2 separate regions of the Mus musculus genome follow, and region 2 is linked to region 1. The links are chromatin contacts, called in public ChIA-PET maps. All regions are on one chromosome and are shown on one strand. Each heading gives the region's core, a stretch centred on a gene start, on an enhancer-like site or on the middle of the called end of the contact. The rest is flanking DNA. Distances are from core to core; before and after follow the strand shown. Region 1 overlaps Smap1 (small ArfGAP 1). Region 2 holds the start of Sdhaf4 (succinate dehydrogenase complex assembly factor 4).

Region 1 (6,095 bases), core at 3,579-6,078:
CCCTTTTCATTTCTGATTTTGTTAATTAGGATTTTGTCCCTGTGCCCTTTAGTGAGTCTAGCTAAGGGTTTATCTATCTTGTTGATTTTCTCAAAGAACCAACTCCTCGTTTGGTTAATTCTTTGAATAGTTCTTCTTGTTTCCACTTGGTTGATTTCACCCCTGAGTTTGATTATTTCCTGCCGTCTACTCCTCTTGGGTGAATTTGCTTCCTTTTTTTCTAGGGCTTTTAGATGTGTTGTCAAGCTGCTAGTATGTGCTGTCTCCCGTTTCTTCTTGGAGGCACTCAGCGCTATGAGTTTCCCTCTTAGAAATGCTTTCATTGTGTCCCATAGGTTTGGGTACGTTGTGGCTTCATTTTCATTAAACTCTAAAAAGTCTTTAATTTCTTTCTTTATTCCTTCCTTGACCAAGGTATCATTGAGAAGAGTGTTATTCAGTTTCCACGTGAATGTTGGCTTTCCATTATTTATGTTGTTATTGAAGATCAGTCTTAGGCCATGGTGGTCTGATAGGATACATGGGACAATTTCAATATTTTTGTATCTATTGAGGCCTGTTTTGTGACCAATTATATGGTCAATTTTGGAGAAGGTCCCGTGAGGTGCTGAGAAGAAGGTATATCCTTTTGTTTTAGGATAAAATGTTCTGTAGATATCTGTCAGGTCCATTTGTTTCATAACTTCTGTTAGTTTCACTGTGTCCCTGTTTAGTTTCTGTTTCCACGATCTGTCCTTTGAAGAAAGTGGTGTGTTGAAGTCTCCCACTATTATTGTGTGAGGTGCAATGTATGCTTTGAGCTTTACTAAAGTGTCTCTAATGAATGTGGCTGCCCTTGCATTTGGTGCGTAGATATTCAGAATTGAGAGTTCCTCTTGGAGGATTTTACCTTTGATGAGTATGAAGTGTCCCTCCTTGTCTTTTTTGATAACTTTGGGTTGGAAGTCGATTTTATCTGATATTAAAATGGCTACTCCAGCTTGTTTCTTCAGTCCATTTGCTTGGAAAATTGTTTTCCAGCCTTTCACTCTGAGGTAGTGTCTGTCTTTTTCCCTGAGATGGGTTTCCTGTAAGCAGCAGAATGTTGGGTCCTGTTTGTGTAGCCAGTCTGTTAGTCTATGTCTTTTTATTGGGGAATTGAGTCCATTGATATTAAGAGATATTAAGGAAAAGTAATTGTTGCTCCCTTTTATTTTTGTTGTTAGAGTTGGCATTCTGTTCTTGTGGCTGTCTTCTTTTTGGTTTGTTGAATGATTACTTTCTTGGTTGTTCTAGGGCGTGATTTCCGTCCTTGTATTGCTTCTTTTCTGTTATTAACCTTTGAAGGGCTGGATTCGTGGAAAGATATTGTGTGAACTTGGTTTTGTCGTGGAATACTTTGGTTTCTCCATCTATGGTAATTGAGAGTTTGGCCGGGTATAGTAGCCTGGGCTGGCATTTGTGTTCTCTTAGTGTCTGTATAACATCTGTCCAGGCTCTTCTGGCTTTCATAGTCTCTGGTGAAAAGTCTGGTGTAATTCTGATAGGCCTTCCTTTATATGTTACTTGACCTTTCTCCCTTACTGCTTTTAATATTCTATCTTTATTTAGTGCATTTGTTGTTCTGATTATTATGTGTCGGGAGGAATTTCTTTTCTGGTCCAGTCTATTTGGAGTTCTGTAGGCTTCTTGTATGATCATGGGCATCTCTTTTTTTATGTTTGGGAAGTTTTCTTCTATTATTTTGTTGAAGATATTAGCTGGCCCTTTAAGTTGAAAATCTTCATTCTCATCAATTCCTATTATCCGTAGGTTTGGTCTTCTCATTGTGTCCTGGATTACCTGGATGTTTTGAGTTAGGATCCTTTTGCATTTTGTATTTTCTTTGACTGTTGTGTCGATGTTCTCTATGGAATCTTCTGCACCTGAGATTCTCTCTTCCATTTCTTGTATTCTGTTGCTGATGCTCGCATCTATGGTTCCAGATCTCTTTCCTAGGGTTTCTATCTCCAGCGTTGCCTCGCTTTGGGTTTTCTTTATTGTGTCTACTTCCCCTTTTAGTTCTAGTATGGTTTTGTTCATTTCCATCACCTGTTTGGCTGTGTTTTCCTGCTTTTCTTTAAGAGCCTGTAACTCTTTAGCAGTGCTCTCCTGTAAATCTTTAAGTGACTTATGAAAGTCCTTCTTGATGTCCTCTATCATCATCATGAGAAATGTTTTTAAATCTGGGTCTAGATTTTCGGTTGTGTTGGGGTGCCCAGGACTAGGTGGGGTGGGAGTGCTGCGTTCTGATGATGGTGAGTGGTCTTGATTTCTGTTAGTAGGATTCTTACGTTTGCCTTTCGCCATCTGGTAATCTCTGAAGCTAGCTGTTTTAGTTGTCACTGTTAAGAGCTTGTTCTTCAGGTGACTCTGTTAGCCTCTATGAGCAGACCTGGAGGGTAGCACTCTCCTTAGTTTCAGTGGGCAGAGTATTCTCTGCAGGCAAGCTCTGTTCTTGCAAGGCAGGTACCCAGATATCTGGTGTTCGAACCAGACTCCTGGCAGAAGTTGTGTTCCACTCACTAGAGGTCTTAGGATCACGTGTGGAATCCTGTGTGGGCCCTTGCGGGTGTCAGGCGACTCAGCTGGCAAGGTAGCCGGGGCTCGAGTGGAGTGGAAGGGGTTTGTGCCCCAGATCAAGCCCGGGTAGCCTGCTTCCCTATGTACCGCAGTCTTAAGTTCCACGCGATTGGATTGGGGTAGGCGCTGTGTTCCACTCACCAGAGGTCTTAGGGTCCCGTGGGGAGTCCCGTGTGGGCCCTTGCGGGTGTTGGGCAAGACTCTGCTGTCAAGGTAGCCCGGGGCTCGAGTCTCGAGTCGAGCGGAAGGGACTTGTGCCCCAGATCAGGCCCGGGTAGCCTGCTTCCCTATGTACCGCAGTCTCAAGTTCCGCGCGATTGGATTGGGGCAGGCACTGTGATCCACTCACCAGAGGTCTTAGGGTCCCGTGGGGAGTCCCGTGTGGACCCTTGCGGGTGTTGGGCAAGACTCTGCTGGCAAGGTAGCCCGGGGCTCGAGTCTCGAGTCGAGCGAGCGGAAGGGCTATAATGGTTAATCTTGATTGCCAATTTTACTAGGATTAGGAATTACCATGGTAACAAAATTCTGGGCAAGTTTTTGAGGGATTATGTAAATTAGGTTAATTGAAGTGTAAAGACCCACCCTAAATGTGGGTTGCACCATTTGATGAACTGGGATCCCTTTGTGAGGAAAAGGAGAAAGTGGCAAACTCCCGCTTGCTCTTGCTGCCATGCCTTCTCTGAGTCAGTCCTTGGAATGATTGTCAGGAGTGAACCCTCTGCCTGCCCATAGTCCACAGTCTTTGCCCAGCATTTTGTCACAAGGAGTCAAGTCTGAATTTTTAGATAAGAGCTGCTATCTGTCTTTTGAAGTTGCTTTTTATTCAGATCTAAAGGTCTATCATTCTTGTTGTAAGAATGCTCAGAAATGCCAACTTGATACCATGGCATTTCATTAGTTTATTTACTACTTAAAACAATTGCCATGTCACAGAGAAGGATTCACAGAGCTTGACAAACTTTACCAGTGTTGGCCCTGGTGGAGGCAGAGCAAACATCTCTCACTGTAGAGTTCCCTTGTGTCAATTTCCAATCAAATCCTCCAAGGACAAACACTATACTGATTTCTGTCTACAAATTAGTTCCTTAGGGATATTTTTGGGTACCCCGTGGTGGGTATAAAAACCTGTATAAAAACAGCATTCCAATAGGTCACTCATGAAAAAGTGTGAGTCCATCAAAGTCTAGCTTGGGGAAGCAGTGTATTTAATGGACTTACTGATAAAGAGTACAGGCTAGAGTTGACTTGCAGGAGCCTGGGTGTGTCCCCCAAATACTACAAGTAGAAACTCTTACCCCAGCATAGTGAGTTCTCCCCTATAGCTGCATAGGGGTGTTGTAATGGAGGGAGTGATAGAAATCTGGTGCCGGTCTAGTGACTCTTCCCTTTCATTTTCTGTTAGGGAATGCTCAGAGCCAACAAGCCAGATCTGGGGTGTCTCTTGCAAGAGTTGCAACTGCTCTGATGCAGATGACAGCTCTTGGCTCAGGGACAGCACTGTGCATAAATTGAAACCTGTGTCTTGGAAGTCATTCCTATATAGTCTTCATTCAGATTTGGAAAAGTGATGGTTGCAATATGGTTTAATGTTCTGTAATTAGAATAAAGGCTTTTTGATGTAAAAATAGTTAGGTATTTATTAATCAAAGTAAGAGAAGTAATTTCACCACATTTAAATGTACTCTGTGTCACCTTTATGGTCACTATTACCACTCCCATGATACTCATATAATCATGAGTACTATTTTCAAAGATGCTAATCTTTTTTAAAAATGCTTTACCAAAAGATCTAACCAGACCCGAGTCCAGTTAAACTATTAAGTTTGAGGTATATATGGTTTTTATAAAATGTAGCCACTTAGAAAGTAATATCTAAGGGTTACTTATTTACTGCTATTAGATATGCCATATTCTCATCACTCACTCACACACACACACACACACACACACACACACACACACACACACACACACACACACACACTGTATGTTCTTTCAGTTTTTTTTAAAGACATCTCCTGAACATGGTGTTTTAGAGTTATTGACTGCTTGTTTTTAAATAAATAGTTTTTATCAAAATGTATTTTTGTTACTGAATAAATAAAGTTACCTGTGTTTAAAAACTTGAGATTCTTTTAATGTGGTTTAGGGTTAGATTGAGTGTCTCTGAGTGTGAGCTTGTCAGGTTTTGCGTTTGTTTGTTTGAACACAGTTCTCACTGTGCTTCTTGGCTGGCTTGGAACTCACCGTGTAGACCAGGCTCCCCTCTAGTTCATGGAGAAAGATGGACTTAACTCTGTCTCCACCTGCTGAGATTAAAGCATGGATGCCTATGCCCAGCCTGTTGTCATGGACTTTTCAAATTTTTGGAGAGGATTAATTTTTGTATGATTAATAAACATATCTTTCACATTTGATTTTTAATGTATTAATTTTTAAGTTTACCCATTGTCTATGAATCATTCCTTATTCATTTTAATCTTTTCAGTATCTATATTGCATTTGAACAGTGAACAATGTCCTTGTTATTAAGAAATGATACTGCCAAGGTTTTTAGCTTCTTCAAAACTTTGCACTGAGTAAAACAAGTCTATCATTACTAGCATAGTTTGTGTCAAGACTAACTAGCAGCTAGAAGTACATAGTTGAGATTTACTGTTGAGTGAGCAAGTAGAGATGAGTATGACTATCCCATTCCTCAGATTATCTCACTGTAAGCTTAGTCCTCTCTGGTTAGCACTGTAGCTTGAAAACATTTTCAGTAATTACCTGTGAATGAGAAAGTCACTCATCACTCTTAGCAATATGACTTAGCTTTCCTCAGAAGTGTAATCTAACCTCAAAGGATACACTTTTTTCTTGTCTTAGTTCAAAAGAATGTGGCAGGATGCTCAGGCTAGATGTGAAGGATGGGTGTTCCTTCTCATGCTGAAAGAAATATTCTTAGTAGATAATTTGAGTGCTTATATTTTCTGGCATAAGACAGAAAGATAATTCGCTAAATGTGTATAGATTTCTATTATTATCTAGTTATTGGTAAGAAAACTTATTATGAGGTAAATTGGTAGCCTTTGCTTCACTTGCCTGCCTCAATACCAACTTTAAGTCTCAGAGGAAGTGTTGTGACCAGCAAGGTGGCTCGGAGGGTCAGGACACTTGCTGAGCCTGCTGATGGACCTCCACATAGGTGGGCAGGCGGATGCCTGCCTGCACACATGGACACATTAACACTTTTTTAAAAGGACAGATTACTGCTTTGGAAGCCAAAATTATGGGATTCTATCAGTGTTTATCAGATATAAAATTTATTTCACAAGTAAATATTCAACATGATAGAACAAGACAACAAATAAAAGACATACTCAAAAATGGAGAACAACAACTGTGCTGTTTTCCCGGGCTTTAATTTGAATTGCCAGTTAGGCTAAGTACAATAATGGTATAGCATTGGAAATGTAAATGAGCTAAATACCTAATAAAAAATGAAAAAAAAA
Region 2 (6,344 bases), core at 334-2,833, 120 kb before region 1:
TGCAATAGATCTCCTATTGGGGGTGGGGGGAGAAGGGGAGTAAGGACCTGGAGAAGGGTAGAGGCAGACATGTAGACGGTGGGAGCAGAGCTATGAGCGCAGAGAAGAGGATGGAGCACAGAGAAGGACAGAAAGGAATGTGGGAGCAGAGCTGGAGGTAGTAGCAGGGGAAGACAAGCTGTTGCTAGGTCCCTGGGAGGCGTCTAGTGGAATCGCCTATAATCTAACACAGTTCAAACATAATTATTTAAGAGCAAGTTGCTACCTTCATAATTGGATAGGTGAATTGATTCTCTTGAAGTCAGCTCTGTCTCCCAGGCTGCTTAATACTATAGTGCAGGTTGAGAGCTGGTAAGATGGCTCAGGAGTTAGGAATATGGGCTGCTCTTTCAGAGGACCTGAGTTCCATTCCTAGTAACCACATGGTGACTCAGGACTATCTATAGAGGGATCTGATAACCTCTTCTGGCATGCAGGTGTACATGTAGACAGCACTCCTGCATTAAAAACAAAAAATACAAACAACACAAAACCACTCTAGTGATGAAAGACACAGATCAAGTCAGTCACGAGTTGCTAAGTTAGTGGTGCTAGCCAGTAAGTCCTGGGAGGAGAAAGACAGTTCAATGTACATTGGTGCCTTTGTTCTTATCACTGTGGCTATTGTATTAATGGAGCCACTGAGAAACACAGCTGTGCTAGGAGGAAGGTGAGGTGATCAAGGTGTTCTTGGGGGTCAGCACTCTTGACCGCAAGATGGGAATTTAATGGACCACTCGTCTGACCAGCTATGAGTTTGGTTTGTTTTCTAATAATGGGGGGAAACTTTTAGCTGTCATATTTCAAGGGTTTTAAGCTCAATATTTTTAAAAGATCTCTTTTGTACGAGTGCTTTGCTGGTATGATGTAAGTATGTTTGCAATGTATGTTTGTATGTATGCAAGTTTGCATGCCATGTGTATGCCTAGTGCCAACAAAGTCCAGAAGAGTGTGTCAGACATTCCGGAATTGGGGTTAGAAACTAGTTGCCATGTTGGTGCTGGGAATAGAACCCAGGTCCTCTGAAAGAGAAGCCATCTCTCCAGCCTGTGTTTTAAAATAATTTCTAACAGATCCCTGTCATGGAACAATCTCAATAATCAATTCACATGACAATATTTGAACGTACTAAAATTTTTTCAAAATGTGGGAATCTTCAATCTAATTAAATGTTTTATGTTAGGTATTTTTAACTACAGATTTATGGAGCAATTAAATTAGGGTGATTCAAGTTTCCATCTCTGTATTGGACTTTGAACTTCCCTCCTTAAAGCATCATACACTAAGGTGGTGTGAACTCTAGAATTTATTACTTTCGTGCAGGCTTTTGGTTTTGTCTTTTAAGTCCATCGGAATAGCTAAGAGCGCTGCCCAGGTACTGCGCAGGACCAAGGGCGAGGACTTGTGAGGACAAGGCACTGCAGGATTACCCGAGGCAGTTGAGCAGTTGAGGATTTCCAGGGACACAACGAAGCTCCGCCCTTCTCTGCCCTCGTTGACGCCTGCGCAGAGGGCGCGGGCTCCCCTGTGGAGCGCCCCTCCCACCTTGGTGCGCGTGCGCAGACGCTGTGGGAGCCGGCGCAATGGTCTCCACGACCCTTTCCGTTTCACGGATGACTTTCGTCTGGAGAGCAGCAAGTAAGGCCATCCGCCCGGGGTCCTGAGAGTTGGGGGCCCGCGTGGGAAGCCGAGTTCCGAAATGCGAGGGCGCAGGCGCGGAGACGCTGCCGCGGTGGCTACAGAAGCATTAGCGGTGCTTGGCGTAGGGTTTTCGAAAAGCGCCTCGCTCTTAGATGCGGCTAGAAAAATACGGAAAAGACCAGTGTCATTAATTTACAGGTTTATTTACATCAAGAATAATTTATACCCGGACAAGGGACGCATGCCTATAGACCCAGCACTAGGCTGGCAGAGGCATGAGGATCTCTGAGTTCAAGGTCAGCCTGGTTCAAACGTTGGGGAAGTGCACACGTAGAGCAAAGAACAAAATAAAAATTTCACAAAGCCAAGAACTGTTAGAAGAGATGCCCTCGTCTTTCTGTAGAAGCTAAAGTTTTCAGAACTATTGCATTCTTTCTCAATATACCCCTCAATTATCATATCAAAGAGCACGCAGAATGCAAGTTTACTTGATGATAACCCTGAGAAGTTTTGTAAACCAAAGACAGAATTACTGCTTTCATAACAAGTGGCCTGGTTTTTATTTTACTTTTTAATGTTTCCCTTCACATATTTAATACCTGTTGGCTGCTAAAATCTTAAATGATCTGTGAGAATTATAGAAACCGAAAGGGTCGCTCCAAATCCTTATTACTGTTTATCCAGCATTCCAGTGTTTTGAAACAAAAGAAACATTAACAAACCCGTGTACAAATGTGATAGACCTTTTCCATTAAGTGCCTGTATGAGGTTTTCTTCCTGGAAAGGATTTTATGCTGATTGTATTCATTGCTTTTTCTAACAACTCACAGTTCAAGATCATACCACCCTGAAATGTACCCTCGTGGATACTTGGACAATTCTAGAAACATCAGTATAGGCTGCTACACCTGCTGGTGTGTGTTTCCCCATGCCCCAGCACAATGGATCCTTAATGGATGCTGATTTAATGATTCTGCTGTCAGGATCAGGGCAAGCCAGGTGCTTCCTTAGTCAAGGGATTGAAATTAAAACCCATACTGATTATAAAGTAGCAAGGACACTTTATTTAAACCAGAGTGAAGGAGGCCTGATTCGTTGCCTCTGGTCTTTTATGGAGCTACAGGAAGAGGATAAGAGTAAGGGGCATATAGCTTGGGCGGTTTGCACTCTGATTGATATTTTAGGCAGCATTATCAATTTTGTGTATGTTCCTTCCCATAATGCATCTGACTTCAATAATACACCTGCCAAAATTGGCATGACATAGTAAATAAAAGATTTTCCTTAAAGAAAAAATACACTTTTTTGGCTCAGTTTATCTTACTGAATGTTTTACTGGCTGGTTTTGTGCGCCAACTTGACACAAGCTGGAGTTATCACAGAGGAAAGAGCCTCCCTTGAGGAAATGTCTCCATGAGATCCAGCTGTAAGGCATTTTCTCAATTAGTGATCAAGGGTGCGAGGGCCCATTGTGGGTGGTGCCATCCCTGGGCTGGTAGCCTTGGGTTCTATAAGAAAGCAAGCTGAGCAAGCCAGGGGAAGAAAGCCAGTAAGAAACACCCCTCCATGGCCTCTGCATCAGCTCCTGCTTCCTGACCTGCTTGAGTTCCAGTCCTGACTTCCTTGGTGATGAACAGCAGTATGGAAGTGTAAGCTGAATAAACCCTTTCCTCCCCAACTTGCTTCTTGGTCTTGATGTTTGTGTAGGAATAGAAACCCTGACTAAGACAGTGAGTAAGCACCAAAACCCAGTATAGGCCAGATGGGCCTTTCTGGCCCTGTATTGGAACATGGGGAGAGTACAAATGAATAGAATCTGTCTAGGTTTGTTATTTAGAGAAGAGAAAAATCCCATTGTCCAAAGATGGATGTACATACATCCTGGTGTTTGGAGGTATCTTATGTCACTAAGAGGTTGTTAGGTGCATCTCTTGGAGAAAAGTATGTGTATTATAGTATATATACACATACGGAAACTAAGCTGCCAAGTACATTATTAGAAGAGGACTCTGTGCATAATCCAAACTAGGTGGAGTCTAAGGTTGCTGAACTATCTCCCCTGTGCTTGACTGTCTCATCGCTTTATAGCTCTTCTTGAAAACGTGTAACATTGGTTATCTCCAAGGCAGGGAAATCTCCTCTCCATGTAGAATGAAGGGAAATACCCCATCCGTGTAGAATGTATGTGTTCAGAAAGGAATTTTCACTGTATGCCTTGTCCTTCTTTCTCCATTAGGACCATCTCTTCTGAATCATTCTTTGAGGAAAATGAGTTATCAGGAAGGAAAGCCTGAGCCTGCGAAGCAAGCCCTTAAGAAGTCAAAGCTGCCACTCGGTCGTTTTGACTCACTGGAGGATTCACCCGAAGAGAGAGAGCCACTGCAGAGTGAGTAGTGGTTAGTAAACCCCTGTCCATACTTAACATGGCAAGGTCGATGCTCATTACTGGAAAAGGTGAAAGAAGTGAAATATGGTCATAATTGTTATTATCGGTTATAAAGGATATAGTGAGTAAAAATACCATGTGGACTATCCATATGTGTAGTTGTTACTTCTTTAAAAAAGTTTTCGGTTGGTGAGATGCCTCCGTGCATGAAGTACTTGTAGGACATGCATGAGGGCCAGAGTTCAGATCCCATCACCCTTGTGGTAGTGGCTGCGGCAGGCAACCCACTACAATTTCACACTCAGAAGACACAGTGGATCCCTGAGGCAAGTTGGCTACCTAGACTAGCTAAGTCAGCAATCGCTGAGCTCAAATGAGAGACCTTGCTTCAATGTCTAAGGTCGAGAACAGTGAAGGGAGACACCTGAAGTCAGTCTCTGATCTCAGCATGCACATGCATACAAGCACATGGGTGCACACACAGGAGCACACATACATTAAACATGCATACACATATACATACACAAGTACACATGCAACACCCCCACCACCACCAAAAAAAAAAAGTCTTTCTAGAGCTAGAAACGGTGGCACATGTCTGCAGTACCAGCACTGATGCCCGAGAATCGGGAATGTGAGAGCAGCCCAGACAACACAGACTGTCTCAAAAAAAAGGGCTTCTAAGTTCTTAGTACTCACTTGGTTTTGGGCAGGGGCGGAGTTGTTTGTTTAGTTGGTTTTTACTGTGCTTTTATTATTCAAAAGGTAAAACATGTAAGATGAGATCTTCTTTGATACAAATAACAAACCTGCATTTGTTGAGGAAACTTTTGGCTGTTACGAAAGAAAAAGAATCAGCTGCAGTACGATTATGATTACCGTTCAGGGGAAAGCCGAGGCAGCGTTAAGGTCCAGGGAAGAAGCTGGCCCTCAGAAAACAACGGGAACTGCGTATTCGAGGGGAGACGTCTCCCATTCTCTTAACTAATATTAAACCTTCCTTCATCCCGGGTCGCCTGTCAGCTGGAACTAAAGGAGAGGAGCCTCTCTTCGCTACTGTCAGTCCAGAGCAGCCACACGTGGGCTCGGCTCTCACTTCTGATCTTAAGCTCTCTGAGGAGAAGGCCGGCCTGTAAGCAAGTTCAGCTCAGATACCCACAGCCGAGCCCCTCAGAGTGACCGTTAGATGTTTAGAGAGGAAACAGCTCAACACGATTGTTCTCATGGCAACACGGTAGCTAAGGACCCAGGACAGGTAGCTTCAAGATGAGCAGGGTTGGTGCACACCCAGGTGAATCTCTTAAGTTCAAGGCCAGCCTGGTCTACAGAGCAAGTTCCAGGCCAGGCAGGGGGTACACCGAGAAACACTGTCTAAAAACAAACAAACAAACAAACAAACAAGGGCTGGAGAGATGGCTTAGTGGTTAAGAGCAGTGACTGCTCTTCCAGAGGTCCTGAGTTCAATTCCCAGCAACCACATGGTGGCTCACAACCATCTGTAATGAGATCTGACGCCCTCTTCTGGTGGTAATGAGATCTGATTCCCTCTTCTGGTGTGTGTGAAGACCGCTACAGTGTACTTATGTATAATAAATAAATAAACCTTTAAAAAAAAAAACAGAAGCAACAACAACAAAAAAGAATGAAGAGCTTTAAATGTAGTTATAAACTAAACATAATTTATCTTTGTTTTTATTTTTAATTTTAATACCTTAATTATGCATATATGTACATGCATGTCTCTTTCTGTGTGGATATGTGCATGCAGCCAGAACCGTGGGATCCCTGGAGCTGTTATGAAAACAGTCGTGAGTCCCCTGCATCGCTGCTAGGAAGCAAACTCTGGTTCCCCCAGCCGTTGCCCCAGCCCTGTCGTTCCCACTCTGATTGCATTGGGTGACTTCTCATGGGGAGACATTTTAAAAGCTCAGTCCACCTCAGATAGGGCACCAGTAGATCAAGGAAATGCTTCTGTCTAATTGAGCCGACAAGTGGTTTGTGATTGCCGGGAGGAGCATGGGGAAGGGGTGTCGTGGTTACTTTCTCTCATCACTAGGAAGGTATGTTTAGCTCACAGTTTAAGAAGGGGTGCAGCCCATCGTGATGGAAAACATGGCGGCAGGAGCGTGAGTTGACAGTCACCTTGCGTCTGTTGTCAAGAAGCAGAGAGAGGCAAACGCTGGTACTCAGCTCTGCTTCCTCCTCCTCCAACAGATCCCAGCTGTGGTATGGGGTGGACATTTGGAGTGGATCTCTCCCTCTCTCCGAAAGCTCACTC

Evidence for each region. ChIA-PET counts read pairs in DNA pulled down with a chosen protein or histone mark.
Region 2: a contact with region 1 is called in an RNA polymerase II ChIA-PET map of memory CD8 T cells, with 11 read pairs. The contact joins the promoter of Sdhaf4 here to the enhancer-like site in region 1. A contact is called at or near these places in 7 of 39 promoter capture datasets (cranial neural crest, embryonic stem cells, fetal liver and 3 more), 7 of 115 datasets of contacts at active chromatin or transcription factors (bone marrow-derived macrophages, fetal liver, intestinal villus epithelium and 4 more) and 5 of 9 other capture datasets (adipose tissue, embryonic stem cells, liver and 2 more).

What each region holds. Positions count from the first base shown.
Region 1 is chr1:23,882,239-23,888,333 of GRCm38.p6, reverse strand. The region is part of intron 2 of Smap1 (small ArfGAP 1); the gene reads left to right. Among named protein-coding and RNA genes, the nearest start is that of Smap1, 37 kb to the left of the region's middle. Within about 2 kb of position 4,828, at least 8 of the 459 cell types and tissues checked have an H3K27ac peak or open chromatin away from gene starts, as enhancers often do. A contact at or near this core is called in memory CD8 T cells, where this site is marked.
Region 2 is chr1:24,000,879-24,007,222 of GRCm38.p6, reverse strand. Sdhaf4 (succinate dehydrogenase complex assembly factor 4) reads left to right here and starts at 1,583. Exons shown (of 3, transcript NM_026503.3): 1 at 1,583-1,677; 2 at 3,917-4,066. The coding sequence starts at 1,623.